Regions from separate parts of the Oryza sativa genome. Here region 2 is linked to region 1. The links are chromatin contacts, called in public ChIA-PET maps. All regions are on one chromosome and are shown on one strand. Each heading gives the region's core, a stretch centred on a gene start, on an enhancer-like site or on the middle of the called end of the contact. The rest is flanking DNA. Distances are from core to core; before and after follow the strand shown.

Region 1 (6,338 bases), core at 1,331-3,830:
GAACACAACCGAGGCTAAGATAAGTAGGAAGTCTTTTACCCTTTTGTTATCTAATATGTTACAGAAAAATTTAAGAGTTCAGACGTCCACAGCAACAAATGCAGAGTGGAAAACTGAAGAAAGAAAAAACCATTGCTCCGAAGACAGTTCATACAAGTAAAAGTGAAATTAAGCCTCTTCACTGGTAAATACTCGAACAACAAGATTGAGTGAGCCGATGAGTTTCAGGGTTCGTTCTTCAGCAGCCAATGTGGTTTGTCAAATTTAAGCGTTTGTCTTCAAATTCCTATGTCTGAGGATACCGAGAACAAGAATTTATAGAAGCTTCAGACCACCGGTGACATCATCGACCATGTCAGCTGGCCCTGCTCAATTAAAACAGTACGACAAATATTAGATAGCACAAATCACTGAAAACTGTGGTACACAGTGATTTGAATGTAGCTTACCAAGAATAGCCATGACTGTTCTTGAATCTACAGGAAGCAGAGATGGGAACATAATTAATCCAACAGCAGATATTAAACAGATGCTAAATTGAATAAAGTAAAGCCTGAAGAACTCACTTGGTGCGATCTGTGTTCTTCCAGCATCAATAGTTATGTGTGTTGGGATATTCAAAGACTTTGCTCTTCCCTGCACCAAAAGAAATTTTAATTAAACATAACAGAAAAAATGCAAGCATTAACAACGTTTTATACTATTATGGAATTGAAAGGTAACATATTAGCTATATAAAAGATCTCGTTGAATGCAGAATATAAATATTATGATGCATAAGTGTCAAGTGTTGGGTTTCAAGAAGCGCGGTGATTTTTCTTTTTTCACAGCCAATGTTTCAGAGTGAGTTTTCCAATCGAAATTTCAAGTTGTTTTAACCAATTGTTCGTTGATACTACTAATGCTCTAGTCCACTTCTAATGCCATGAGAATTTCCTTTTTATTTATTAATATGCACAATTTGACAGGTAAAAGGGGAATATTTTCTGTTTCTGTTCATCTGCAGGTATTATACTATTCCAACTCACAAATTACCTTTATAGATGTAGTAAAAATAAAAATAACTTTCAACAATAATGAGTCAACAGGCAACAGAAAAGGGTATTTACTTGTAAAACAAGCATATCTTCCTCGCTTTCAATTTTCACGACCACCTTAACTTGACCACACCTCTCCCACCTAGCAAAGATAGTAAATTAGTTTCCTTCCTGTTGTTATCATGCAATGACAATCGAATTGCTTACATATGAACATGAACATGTGGAAGAAACTTCAAACATAATTGGAAATGTTAAAAAAAATACCTTCTTAATGATTTTGGAGCTCTCTGTTGGAGTTTTTTAAACAGACCCAACGTTGCATGGCTGAGATGACAGAATAAGAGATAATCACTGACATTTGCAAGATAAAAAGAAATATGCACAGGAGAAAAGTTATAAAGCATGACAACACTCCAATGCTGAAGGTAAAGATTAAATGCAGGAGCTGGACATGAAGATAAGCAATTTGTTTGTGCCAATTCATTTATTCCATAACGACAAGTGTATAGTACAACTGTATAAGAGGCAAATTTAGTTATGGTAGGATATATAACAAGTTCTCTAAATCACAAGGTCAACGTGCCAGTCCCAAAAATATGAGTTCTACCTCTTGTAGCCTCAGATAACAATATGATCACAAAATTTCCCCCTTCAAAAAATGGGAAACTCTATTCGAAAGGATTCTTCCTATTTTAACATTGGTTTCAACTTTCACATTCAGACACACAATACACTAATAGCCTATCACTATGTGCTAATTAGTGAGCTCAGTTCATCAGTAAAATAAACTCTACTCAACTGTCGAAACGAAGATACAGATAAACTGAGAAGTATTCACCTGCATTGCGCGGCAATCTTCCCCTTCCCCATCTTCAAATCATTCCTCACAACCAGCACCTGCCACCACCACAGCAACAGCCAACGGAATCAGACATCTCACTCTCTGCGCACATCAAAGAAACAAATCCAGCAGAAAAGTAGAAGGGGATTTTGAGCCAAATTTCCAGTACCATCTTGAAATCCTCTATAATCTCAGCGAGATTCTCGACCTCCAGGGGGCTAGCCGCGGTCCGTGCCTTGGCCCTCTCGGCCTCCTTCGCCGAGTCGGACTTGGTCACCACGTTGCGCGCCCAGAACAGCAGCCGGAGCCCGGCGCGCTTGGGCGCCCGCTTCGCCGCCCGGCTGCGGCCGGAGTTTTCGTCATCATCATCTTCTTCCGAATCCTCCTCGGAATCCTCGTCCGAGGTCTCCCCGGAAGCGGGGGAGGCAGCGACGACCTGGCGGGGGAAGCGGCTGAGGGCGAGGAAGTAGCCGAGGGCGAAGCAGCCCGCGGCGCCAGCTATAGCGGTGGCGGCTCCCGGGATGGCGGCCGCCGTGGGAAGGGAGAGGACGGAGGCCGAGGCGCCCATCGGAGGATCGCCGGCGCCGGTGGCGGCGGCGGCGGCGGCGCAAGGCGGGGAGGGGTTGGGGTTGGGGATGCGCGATACTACCGCGTGGGGGTTTCGGGAGGAGGCGGTGATTTAGGTGGAGGGGATGATTCTGACAGGTGGGCCCAACGGCTCAGCGAATGAACGGTACGTGCGTCCCTGGACCGTCCGATGGGGGATTGGCGTCTGGGATCTCGCGAATCGAGGCGCGACACGTGGCAGGTCGCGCCGTGGGCCCCACTAAGCCACGTGTACCGCCTGTACGGGCTACAGCCCGGCCTATAAAGGCCAGGGATTCGAACTAGCATAACCCGGCGGAATAAGTTCACTTTGGGTCCCTCTATTTGTCGCCGAGTCCGATTTTCGTCCCTTGACCGTAAAACCGGGTATGACCCGTCCCCCAACTTACAAAAACCGGATAAACGTGGTCCCTCGGCGGTTTTGAAGGCGGTTTTGGATGACGTGGCGCATACGTGGTTTGTTTGACTAGGTCTCCGTCGCACGTGGCATTGACGTGGCGCTTACGTGGCAATTATATCTCGGAAAAATAATAAAAAGCGTGGCCCCACATGTCAGCTGCATATAAAAAATTATTTAAAAATGGTGGGGCCCATGTGGGCCCACATGTCAGCTACACAACAAAAACCCCACGTGGGCCCCACATGTCATTCCCTATCTCCTCTCGGCTCTCTCTCATCTTCCCCATCGTCGCCACAACACGCGCCAAGATGTCGTCGCCATCCATCGCCGCCGCCTCCATCGCCGCGCGCAAAGAGGAGGGAGCGGCGCGGCGGCTGTGGCCACAAGAGGAAGGGACGGCGGAGCGGCGCGAAGCCGGCGGAGAGGGAGGCGGAGGCGGAGACGGCGGCACGCGAAGGAGGAGTCGGCGGCGGCGGGTCCGAAGTCGTGCAGCTCCGGCCGCCGCTCCCTCCTCTCCCGTCGGCCGCCACGGGCCGCTCCTCTGCCATCGGCCGCCGCGCCACGCTTTGCCCGAGGCCCGCCGCAGCTGCTTCCTCGGATCCAAGGCTGCCTCATTCTGAGCGTCCTCGCTGCCGAGATCCAAGGGCGCCGCCACTGCTTCCCCGGACGACCTCGACTCCCGCGGGCTCTCCGCCGCCGCTCCGACCGCCGTCGTGCCGCCGTTGTCCCGCCAGCTTCGCGCGCCGCCGCTCCGGCCGCCGTCGTGCCGCCGTTGCCCCCGCCGGCTTCGCGCGCCGCCGCTCCGACCGCTGTCGTGCCGCCGCTGGCCACCGCTCCGTCCACGTGGGGAAAAGAGAAGTAGGATAGGGAAGAGGAGGGAGAGCCGAGAGGGAGAGGGAATGTGGGGCCCACGTGGGCCCCACCATATTTTTTTTATAGCTAACATGTGGGCCCACGGGGGCCACCATTTTAAAATTATTTTTTATGTGTAGCTGACATGTGGACCCACGATTTTTATTATTTTTCAAAGATATAATTGCGACGTAAGCGCCACGTCAATGCCACGTGGGACAGAGACCTAGTCAAACCTGCCACGTAGGCGCCACATCAGCCAAAACCGCTATCCAAACCGCCTTAGGACTTTATGTGCCCGGTTTTCGTAAGTTGGGGGACGGGTTATACCCGGTTTTGGGGTTCAGGGACGAAAATCGGACTGGGCGACAAATAGAGGGACCTAAGTGAACTTGTTCCTAACCCGGCCTATAAACGTGGCATGGGCCTACATTTTTGCGAATTGCATAGGCCCATTCGCCCCGTGCTCGCTTCAAGATTCGTGCAGCTTACGTTGCAGCGCCGATGCATACTGCTACCTCCGTTCAAAATTAATTCCATTTCACCTATCCCACACGAACCAATACAAAATCAAAAGTAGAATACTCAAAATTAGAATGATGTGACTGAAAAGTTGTGTGTGACAGGTTGATATGATGAAAAAGTACTGAAATTTGGATCTAAACTTTGGATCTAAACACAGCCATTGTTAGTCAATTAAGAATCTTGAAGATCATGCTGAAATAAAGAAAATGTTTATATTTTAGGATAGAGGAGGTATTTTTTTATATATTAATTTTTTTAGACCGACGGAATTCGTGCAGAGACAGCTGCGACATCAAATCCATCGATCGGTACCTACGGTACGTAACGTGCCCGTCCCATCCCATCCCATCCCTCGATGGATGGACGGATATACTCCCTCGGTCAACAAAAAAAAAAAAGACCAACGTTTGACCGTCCGTCTTATTTGAAAAAATTATGAAAAAAATTAAAAAGACAAATAACGCACAAAATTTTAATCATGTTTTATCATCTAACAACAATGAAAATATGAATTATAAAAAAAATTATATAAGATGGACAGTCAAAGTTGGACACGGAAACCAGGGTTCACCTTTTTTTAGATGGAGGGAGCACGGAGTATGCAACGACGCAATCGCGCGCGAGTCCGTCTGTTTTTCTCTAGCGGTACGTGCAATGTCGATTCGGACGGTTGGTAATGTCGATTACAGTAGCCACGATTAATTAACCCATGTCCCATGTGCGCAGGTGCCGGAAGCCCGGAATCCATCGAGTTCTCGAAAGGTCCCTGTACTAGCTACTCCCTCTCTCCATTAATACAGAGGATTATGCTCCCTAAGTTTATCCAGAAATTTAAGGGATTCCGAGATAAGAAGTAAAGCAGCAATCAGAAATTGAGTACCCCCATCCATTCCCATCAGAAAAGGTATATAGTGAAAAGTACATGTAGTACTACTCTGCATGCAGCTCCTTTGAATCCTATCTTAGTTCATTTCTATGGGCCCCTTCGAATCGTAGGACGGAGAAAACATACGAATAGGAAAAACGTAGGATTTTAATAGGAATGTAAATGTATAACAGAGGATTGTAAAACGCAGGAAAAACACAGGAATGACCGTTTGATTGAACCAAGGAAAAACTTAGAAATTAGATGAGAGAGATAGACTCAAAGGAAAGTTACCAAGAGGTTGAAGCTCTTGCTAAATTTCCTCCAAAATCTCTATAGGATTGTCCATTCTATAGGAATTTCAAAGGATTGGATATAATTCGATCTTTTGTTTCAAAGGGCTTCATAGGAAAATTTCCTATAAGATTGAAATCCTCCAAAATTCCTATGTTTTTCCTCCAATTCAAAGGGGCCCTAAATATGTATTTTATACTACCTCTGTTTTTTAATAGATGACGCCGTTGATTTTTTCTCACATGTTTGACCATTCGTCTTATTCAAAAAATTTACGTAATTATAATTTATTTTGTTATGAGTTGTTTTATCACTCATAGTACTTTAAGTGTGATTTATATCTTATACATTTGCATAAAATTTTTGAATAAGACGAATGGTGAAATATGTGAGAAAAAGTCAACGGCGTCATCTATTAAAAAACGGAGGGAGAACGCTTCATTCAGTTTGCTAATAAGTTCATTTTCACACTATCACATGCTCCTCCATCCCAAAAAAGTATATAGGTTGGGTTTTTTTTTTATAGAGGGAGTACTCTGTAGCTTAGATTTAGCATTCCGTACTCTTCCTTAATTTGAACTATATTTGGCATAATACTCTATATTCCTGGACGGAGGGTGTATTAGTATAGAATATTCATATCATAAGGTTGTCTTCGTTCTCTCACTTTCTCAACTTCTACTATCTTGTTTCCGTACGTATACTTTCCAAACCGCTAAATGGAGTGTTTCTTTTTAAATTTTCTATAGGAAATTGTTTTTTAAAAATCATATTAATCTATTTAAAAGTTTTTTTAAGTTAATACTTAATTAATTATGTGCTAATAGGTTATCTCATTTTTTCATGCGTGAGACATGAATTACCAACGTCCAGGTTCACCCATCCTATGTCGATTTGATTTTTGGTCAAAATCAA
Region 2 (7,122 bases), core at 764-3,263, 52 kb after region 1:
ACTAAACACGGCCATATTTCCCATATACAACCATGCCACTGTACATGCTGCCAAGGAGTACCGATGTTCAATCAAAATTCAAGACAGATTCACCAAACCTTTTATTTTTTCCATCTAGCATCTCACATGCTTAACCATAGGCCATATTGTACCAGAAAAGGAGTGAACTACGCCCACAACACAGGTACATGATCAAGAAGGAGAATGTCACACAGTTGCTGCAGATTCTAAAACACAAAAACGGAAGGGAAACATGAGGCTTAGGTAGGGAGTTGCATATAGTGATTGCCACGGCTACTGTCAGTTTGTCATGCATGAGTGCTGCGCAAGATCCCATGGATGTAACCACCGACCATGACCAAGGAGACGAGGGAAACGACACCAGCTGGGAATATCTTCCCGGACTTCTTGAAGCGAGATCCCATGACCGACAAGAGGGCAGCAGATATACCTAGAATGCAAAGCGAGACAACATCAGGGAAAGACTCCATGTTGAAGTAATTCCATGCCAAGGATAATAAGGACCACAAGGTCCACAACATAGGTGGCTCAGAAAATGATTTTGCATACCTAAACCAATAGATGATGCAAAGACAGGTCTCACTGGGAGTTGAGTGTGGACGAAGTACAGGACCAGGGCTGATATGCCTCCTGCGGCTAAGGATTTCTGGCTTCCACTCTTCATGTACCCCATCGCTCCACCGGCTACAGAATTTGGAATCACAATAGTCAATTTCTAACAAAAATGAAGCTCTCTTTTGATGGCAACAACCAATGCTTCAATATAATCTATCCTCAGATGCACCTTGAAGGCTAGAACAGGCTGTCAGGCTCTGATGTAGAACCTCACACAGGATGGTAACACCACACAGTCATTCACTCCAGTAGATCATAACGCTATTATTGAACCGATGATGCAGCTAAAATTATAACAGGACTATCATCTGCTAGTTTCACAGACATAATCACAATGGAGAAAAAATAATTCAAAATTTTAGGATGATCACTCTTGTGTTAATTTTCTTCTTTTTTTTTTTAGGATGTTCATTTTTAGGTGGTTGTTTAGCTGTACTCCATTTCATTCTTCCTAAGAGAAAATTTGTGCACATTGTGCTTGCCTGTAGGCCAAAATTTGTGCACATCCTGTGACCAGTGATATACAGAGTGCTAATGCACCATTTGTGTTTGTGTCTACAAAAAGCACATGCTGGTAGTTGTATCATCATTGTTCTGATACAAGCTGGACTTGAGAAACCAAAACTCAAAAAGCAGGCTGCTGAATCTGAATGTTGCATAGGTGTTCTGGTTTTCTACAGTTGGAAATTATCAAGTACCCAGTCAAGTCCAACAATTATTGATCTCATCAAATTAGTAATAATTCGACCTGACTAATAAGGATTTAATTTTATTCACGAGAATAACCTGACAAGTATGTGTGTTCTAACTTATTGGGAACTAGTTGGTGAACCAGAAGTTGAAATGCACACAATTACCCCAATGGCTAATCACTTTGATAAAGAAATGCAGTAGCTCTCATTCTCCAAAATCAAACTACTCGAATCCAAGGCGTTTGCACACTACAGTAGATCAGTAGGAGTACTAAAAATGAACTGGTCGTGGCATTACTGCATTTTTACCTCCGACGAGAGCGGCGTAGGCGAGGGTGATCTTCTGCGACATGGAGAGCCCCTGCCCCATCTTCTCCTCCTCCCCTTCCCCCTCCTCGTCGCCCCCACCACCCCGCGGCTTCTCGCTGTCCCCGCCGCCGCCGCTCCCAGAGCCGTCGCCTGCGCCTCCGCCTCCCGATCCGCCGAGCTCGGGCTCCCTGGCCGCGACGGCGACGAGGAGGCGCGCGGAGGGGCGGAGCGAGAGGGCGGCCGGGGCGCGGGGGCGCAGCAGGAGGAGCGAGCACTGGGAGATCGGGGAGGATGGCGGCGCGAGGGCGAGTGGCGCGAGTGGTAAGGTCGTCGTCGCGATGGCCATGGATGAGCTCGAGTTCCAACTTCGAGTGCTCGAGATGGAGGTGATGTGATGGGGATTTTTTACGGGGAGGTTGGTGGTGTGAGACTGTGGGTGGGCCCCCGGTTTTCTTTTTCTTTTCTTTTCTTTTCTTTTCTTTTCTTTTATTTCCTTTTCTTTCTTTTCTTTTTCTTTTTGGAATTCCTTTTTTTTTCCTTTTCTGTTGCTGGATTTTTGGGTTGGGTTGCATCTAGAAGGACGATTCGTTTCTTGTGGAGCGCGTGGGACGCATGACTGCATGTGCACCCCCTGCATCATACGCATGTTGCCCAATAAAGAATTTCACCACATTTCTGAATTATGATTTTAAAATTAAGTTTAATTTTTTTTCCCTGGTTACACGGAGCACACATACGCACACACCGTCGTACACGTATACCAGTGAAGAATATAAAAACCTTCAAGAGTTTAGGTAAACACGTACCACGCTTGCAAACCTGCGTACTCCTTCCGTTTCATATTGTAAGACTTTCTAACATTATTCATATTTATATAAATGTTAATTAATTAAAACACACACACATATATATATATATATATGTCTAGATTCATTAACATATATATAAATATGGACAATGCTAGAAAGTCTTATAATATGAAACGGAGGTAGTAATATATTTTGACTTACATATTTATAGAATAATTTAGGGAATTCTTTTGATCTAACAAACTATAGAGCATCGTGAGCACGCCTTTTAAGCTTCTAAACAATACGATTGTGGTGTAACTTGCATTATCAATATTTTTTAAACACTTTTCTAAACCAACCTTTTCAAACTTTATAATACTAGTTGATTAATTCATTTATTTGTATCTTAAATAATTACCATAAGAGCTATATTCTACCGTGCTACTAGTTGTACAGCCGCAGCTGTCAGACAACCATTGCTACCGAACATCCCTATAAGCTAAGGCCGTGTTTAGTTCGGAGTATTAAATATAGAAAAAAAAATAATTATATAGATTATGTGTAAATTACGAGACAAATCTTTTAAGTCTAATTGCGCCATGATTTAATAATGTGGTGCTGCAGTAAATATTTGCTAATGACGAATTAATTAGACTTAAAAAATTTGTCTCGCAGTTTACATGCAGAATATGTAATTTGTTTTATTATTAGACTACGTTTAATACTTTAAATATGTGTCCGTATATTCGATGTGACACGCACAAACTTTAAATAGGGCCTAAGTTTCATTTACAATACTATCCCCTTGGACCAAACCTTTGTAATATTCATTATAACAAACCTTTGGTAATGTTCATTATTGGATTATGATGCTTCACACGGCTAAACAAAAAAGCTTTCAACTTTATACATACCTAGTCCAAGATTGTGACTCTGACCAGTAACACCGGCACACTTGCAATCTTTACAAACCGGAGAAAACGACTTGCAATCTTTACAAACCGGAGAAAACGACCGTGTTTCTCACCCAACCTCAATATCAAAATCTCTCTTTTTTTAGTTTACTTCCAGTATATACAAAAAGCTTCAAAATTTATAGCAACCCAAAACTGACGAACTCGATCGCTTCACTTTCCACCAAGACTTCACCTGACCTTGCCTTGCCGGCCAGCGTGGACTCAGAAAACAGTAGCCAAGTCTCGGCAAAGAGGAGGAAATTGCCCAACCAAAACACCCACAAAGAAGAAGAGGAGGAGTCGCCAAGACGTCGTAGGCAACACCTCCCTTCCCCCCTACCCTTGAACCGAGGCCGAGTCGTGGTCGCCGCGAGTGGAAGGCAACAACTCTCCAAGGCAGGCACAGGCAGCAGCAGCAGGAGGAGAGGAGGCAGGCGCGGGCGGCGTGAGCAGCAGCGGCAGCGCCGCATTACAGCCTTGGGAGTAGGAGGAGGAGGAGGCAGCGGATGATGATCCCTAGGGAAGGGGCGGTGCCGGAGCCCGCGGCGGCGTCCTGATCCCCGACCGACGATCGCGGCTGCTGCTGTTGCTATTTTTTCAGGTTGGTTTTGGTGCTATTCGATTCGGTTTGGTTATTCACGAGTTCTTGGATTTGGGGTAGTTTGGATTTAGGATTAGTGGGTGTAGTGCTTGCTTTGGTTAGGTGCGGCGTGGATCTGGGAGGTCGATTTAGTATGCTCTAGTTTGGTATATGTGAATTATTCAGCGCGATTTGAGAATATTGAAGCTGATTTATGAACTTGAGCATATCATAGAGAAAGGAAGGGAGCGAATTTGTGGAGAAAGTTGCTTCTTTTTCACACTTAGAATAGTTTTATATACTTTTAATCAACTGATTAGACTTCCTGTGGTGGTGGTTATAGAGGATGGAGAATCCTCAGATTGAGATGGGGGCCTTCAAGGCGAACGGTCCGCAATTGCAGAATGGTGGGCTACGTTCCAGCATGGTTCAGTCCTGGAACCTGCAGAGATTCGTTGAGAGCGCGCTGCGGAGCATCAGGATTGTCATATTCACTTCTAAGCTCAATCTGCTCTTGCCGTTTGGGCCTGCGTCGATCATTCTACACTATACTACCAGCAGACATGTAAGTCCTGTTCACAGCAACTGAACTCTATTCGACCGCATTTTGTTTATATTTATCATTGTTCGTAGGCTAGAAACCAGAGTACCCTATCGAGATGAACTAATAATTGGGCTCACTGCTCTTTAGTAACATTACTAGTTTTGTATTTTTTGTTAATGTTTCATCAATTGAAGACTATCTGATTTAGTCAATAGGTTTTTCTTATGATGATCTCTTATTGCTACTCAGTACTTGTAACTGATTTCTACTTTACCAAAATTGCAGGGATTGGTCTTCCTATTCAGCATGCTAGGAATAACACCTTTAGCTGAGCGCTTGGGTTATGCAACTGAGTGAGTTAGTGAACTCTAGACCTATTTTTTTCTGACCTTATTTCGTTTAACCTAAACTACTGTTCTACAGGCAGCTCGCAATATACACTGGTCCAACAGGTATGCATTTTTATTTTTATGATTTATAACCTATTACAAAATGGAGAACCAGTGAACAATAACAGACATTTTCTTTTAATACCGATTGCAGTTGGGGGGCTTCTAAATGCTACGTTCGGAAATGCAACTGAAATGATCATAGCAATATATGCTTTGAAAAATGGAATGATCCGAGTAGTTCAACAATCATTGCTTGGTTCCATATTATCAAATATGTTGTTGGTTATGGGCTGTGCTTTCTTTGCTGGCGGTATTGTTCATCGGAACAAGGACCAAGTCTTCAGCAAGGTAATTTTGATGCAACATGTTGTGCGTCCTTTCCACTCAAAAGTTCCTGATATGAAATCAATTTTTATTTACTACAGGCAACTGCAGTTGTTAACTCAGGTTTACTGTTGATGGCTGTCATGGGACTAATGTTTCCTGCTGTCCTTCACTTCACGCATTCAGAAGTGAGGCAAGGAGCATCAGAGGTTTCTCTTTCAAGGTTCAGCAGTTGTATTATGCTTGTGGCATATGCAAGCTATCTCTATTTCCAACTAAGTGGACGGAATAATGCTTATAGTCCAATTGGCAGTGTAAGTGTATACCTCAATTTAATTCTTCATTGATGGTGACAAATATGATATGCTTGCACTTTGAATTGGAACAACAAGCAATGAACTAATCTCCTTGATAACAGTCAGTTACATTCCCTAAAAATAAAAATGTAATATCCATGTTCCATCGCCTGTCATAGGAAGAAATGCCCAATGAGGATGCAGCAGAGGAAGATGAAGAATCAGAGATTGGCATGTGGGAGTCCATAGCATGGCTCGCGATGTTGACATTATGGGTGTCTATTCTTTCTGAATACCTGGTTAATGCCATTGAGGTATTCCTTCTCTTCTAATTTAGAATGACAGCACAAAAAAAAAGTAGCTGTTCTTAATATGTGCAACTGACAAATGATTTTTTTTGGCCTGTTAAACTTGACAATTAACTCTATTTTGTTTATATTGGGTTACTCATATCAGGGAAAATGTCCACCTTAAATTTGGAAATGATTATTTGATATATGATAAGAGATGTTTACCTCTTTCTGATGAAAGTCCATGAATATTGCATCTCTAATACTGTATTTTAGGACAGATTTAACTGCTCTGGCCATGTTATACATTGTTTGTCTTACAGGTCACCTGAGTACCTCTGCATGGGTATACTATTGATCACTGCTTTGCTCTTTGCTATTTGCTATCAGGGGGCATCTGATTCACTGAACCTACCCGTGGCTTTTATCAGTGTTATTTTGCTTCCTATTGTGGGAAACGCTGCTGAACATGCTAGTGCAATAATGTTTGCCATGAAAGATAAACTTGTAAGCATTTAGATGTGCTCAGTTTTGATGTTTCTTTCTGATTCTTCTGTTGTCTCCTAACTGTCTGTGTACATGATTGTTTCTCTGCTGCAGGACATAACACTGGGTGTTGCAATTGGGTCATCAACGCAGATATCAATGTTTGTGGTAATGCATGGTCAAACTTGTTATCTCACTATGATCTGAGTATGCATTTCCGCACTTGTTCATCAAATACCATGCTGGCATGAACGTTCTACAGAATACTGTGTTCATTCCAGATCTTGCATTTGTTCATTTATCATATCCTATTTTCATCTTTGTTATTTTTTACATATGTTATTCTCCATATACAGATTCCATTTTGTGTTGTCATTGGTTGGATGATGGGGCAAAAGATGGACTTGAATTTCCAACTATTCGAAACAGCAACGCTCTTCATAACAGTACTAGTCGTGGCATTTATGCTACAGGTAGGTTATTGTGTGAAATATTAAGAATTATTTTGATAAGGGATGCCTGCTTAATGAAGAGTTTGTCAAGCTGTGTTTGTTTTTGTATGCCTTGGCACATATAACCCCTCCAGAGTAAACATGTTCTAGCGGAGTAGCGGTACTAAACGATTGTTTTAACATTATTAAGTATACAGTCAAGTCTTTCTCAAGCATAATGGTCGGTGGTTGCTATTGGTTAGTGTTGTAATGTTCATATTATCCAATGAACAAATGCTTACTCTTTAAAGGAACTAGAACTGACCTACTTTATGTAATACTTTTTACCTTCAGTAGTGGCTTTAATTATCTTGTCCCACCTCGCTTGTAATATT

What was found. ChIA-PET counts read pairs in DNA pulled down with a chosen protein or histone mark.
Region 2: an RNA polymerase II ChIA-PET map of leaf shows a contact between it and region 1, with 5 times the contacts expected there. The contact joins the promoter of LOC4337241 here to the promoter of LOC4337239 in region 1. A contact is called at or near these places in 3 of 4 datasets of contacts at active chromatin or transcription factors (leaf and seedling).

Annotation. Positions count from the first base shown.
Region 1 is chr4:33,774,385-33,780,722 of ASM3414082v1, forward strand. It overlaps LOC4337239, which reads right to left and starts at 2,581. Exons shown (of 7, transcript XM_015778530.2): 1 at 2,051-2,581; 2 at 1,879-1,937; 3 at 1,305-1,364; 4 at 1,110-1,179; 5 at 567-636; 6 at 450-476; 7 at 16-365. The coding sequence starts at 2,449. The coding sequence ends at 316.
Region 2 is chr4:33,826,745-33,833,866 of ASM3414082v1, forward strand. It overlaps LOC4337241 (protein FATTY ACID EXPORT 7), which reads right to left and starts at 2,014. Exons shown (of 3, transcript XM_015780205.3): 1 at 1,638-2,014; 2 at 571-705; 3 at 67-451. The coding sequence starts at 1,983. The coding sequence ends at 309. It overlaps LOC4337242 (vacuolar cation/proton exchanger 3-like), which reads left to right and starts at 3,609. Exons shown (of 12, transcript NM_001402448.1): 1 at 3,609-3,985; 2 at 4,308-4,529; 3 at 4,794-4,861; 4 at 4,932-4,960; 5 at 5,052-5,248; 6 at 5,326-5,538; 7 at 5,700-5,834; 8 at 6,201-6,317; 9 at 6,411-6,464; 10 at 6,653-6,769. The coding sequence starts at 4,311.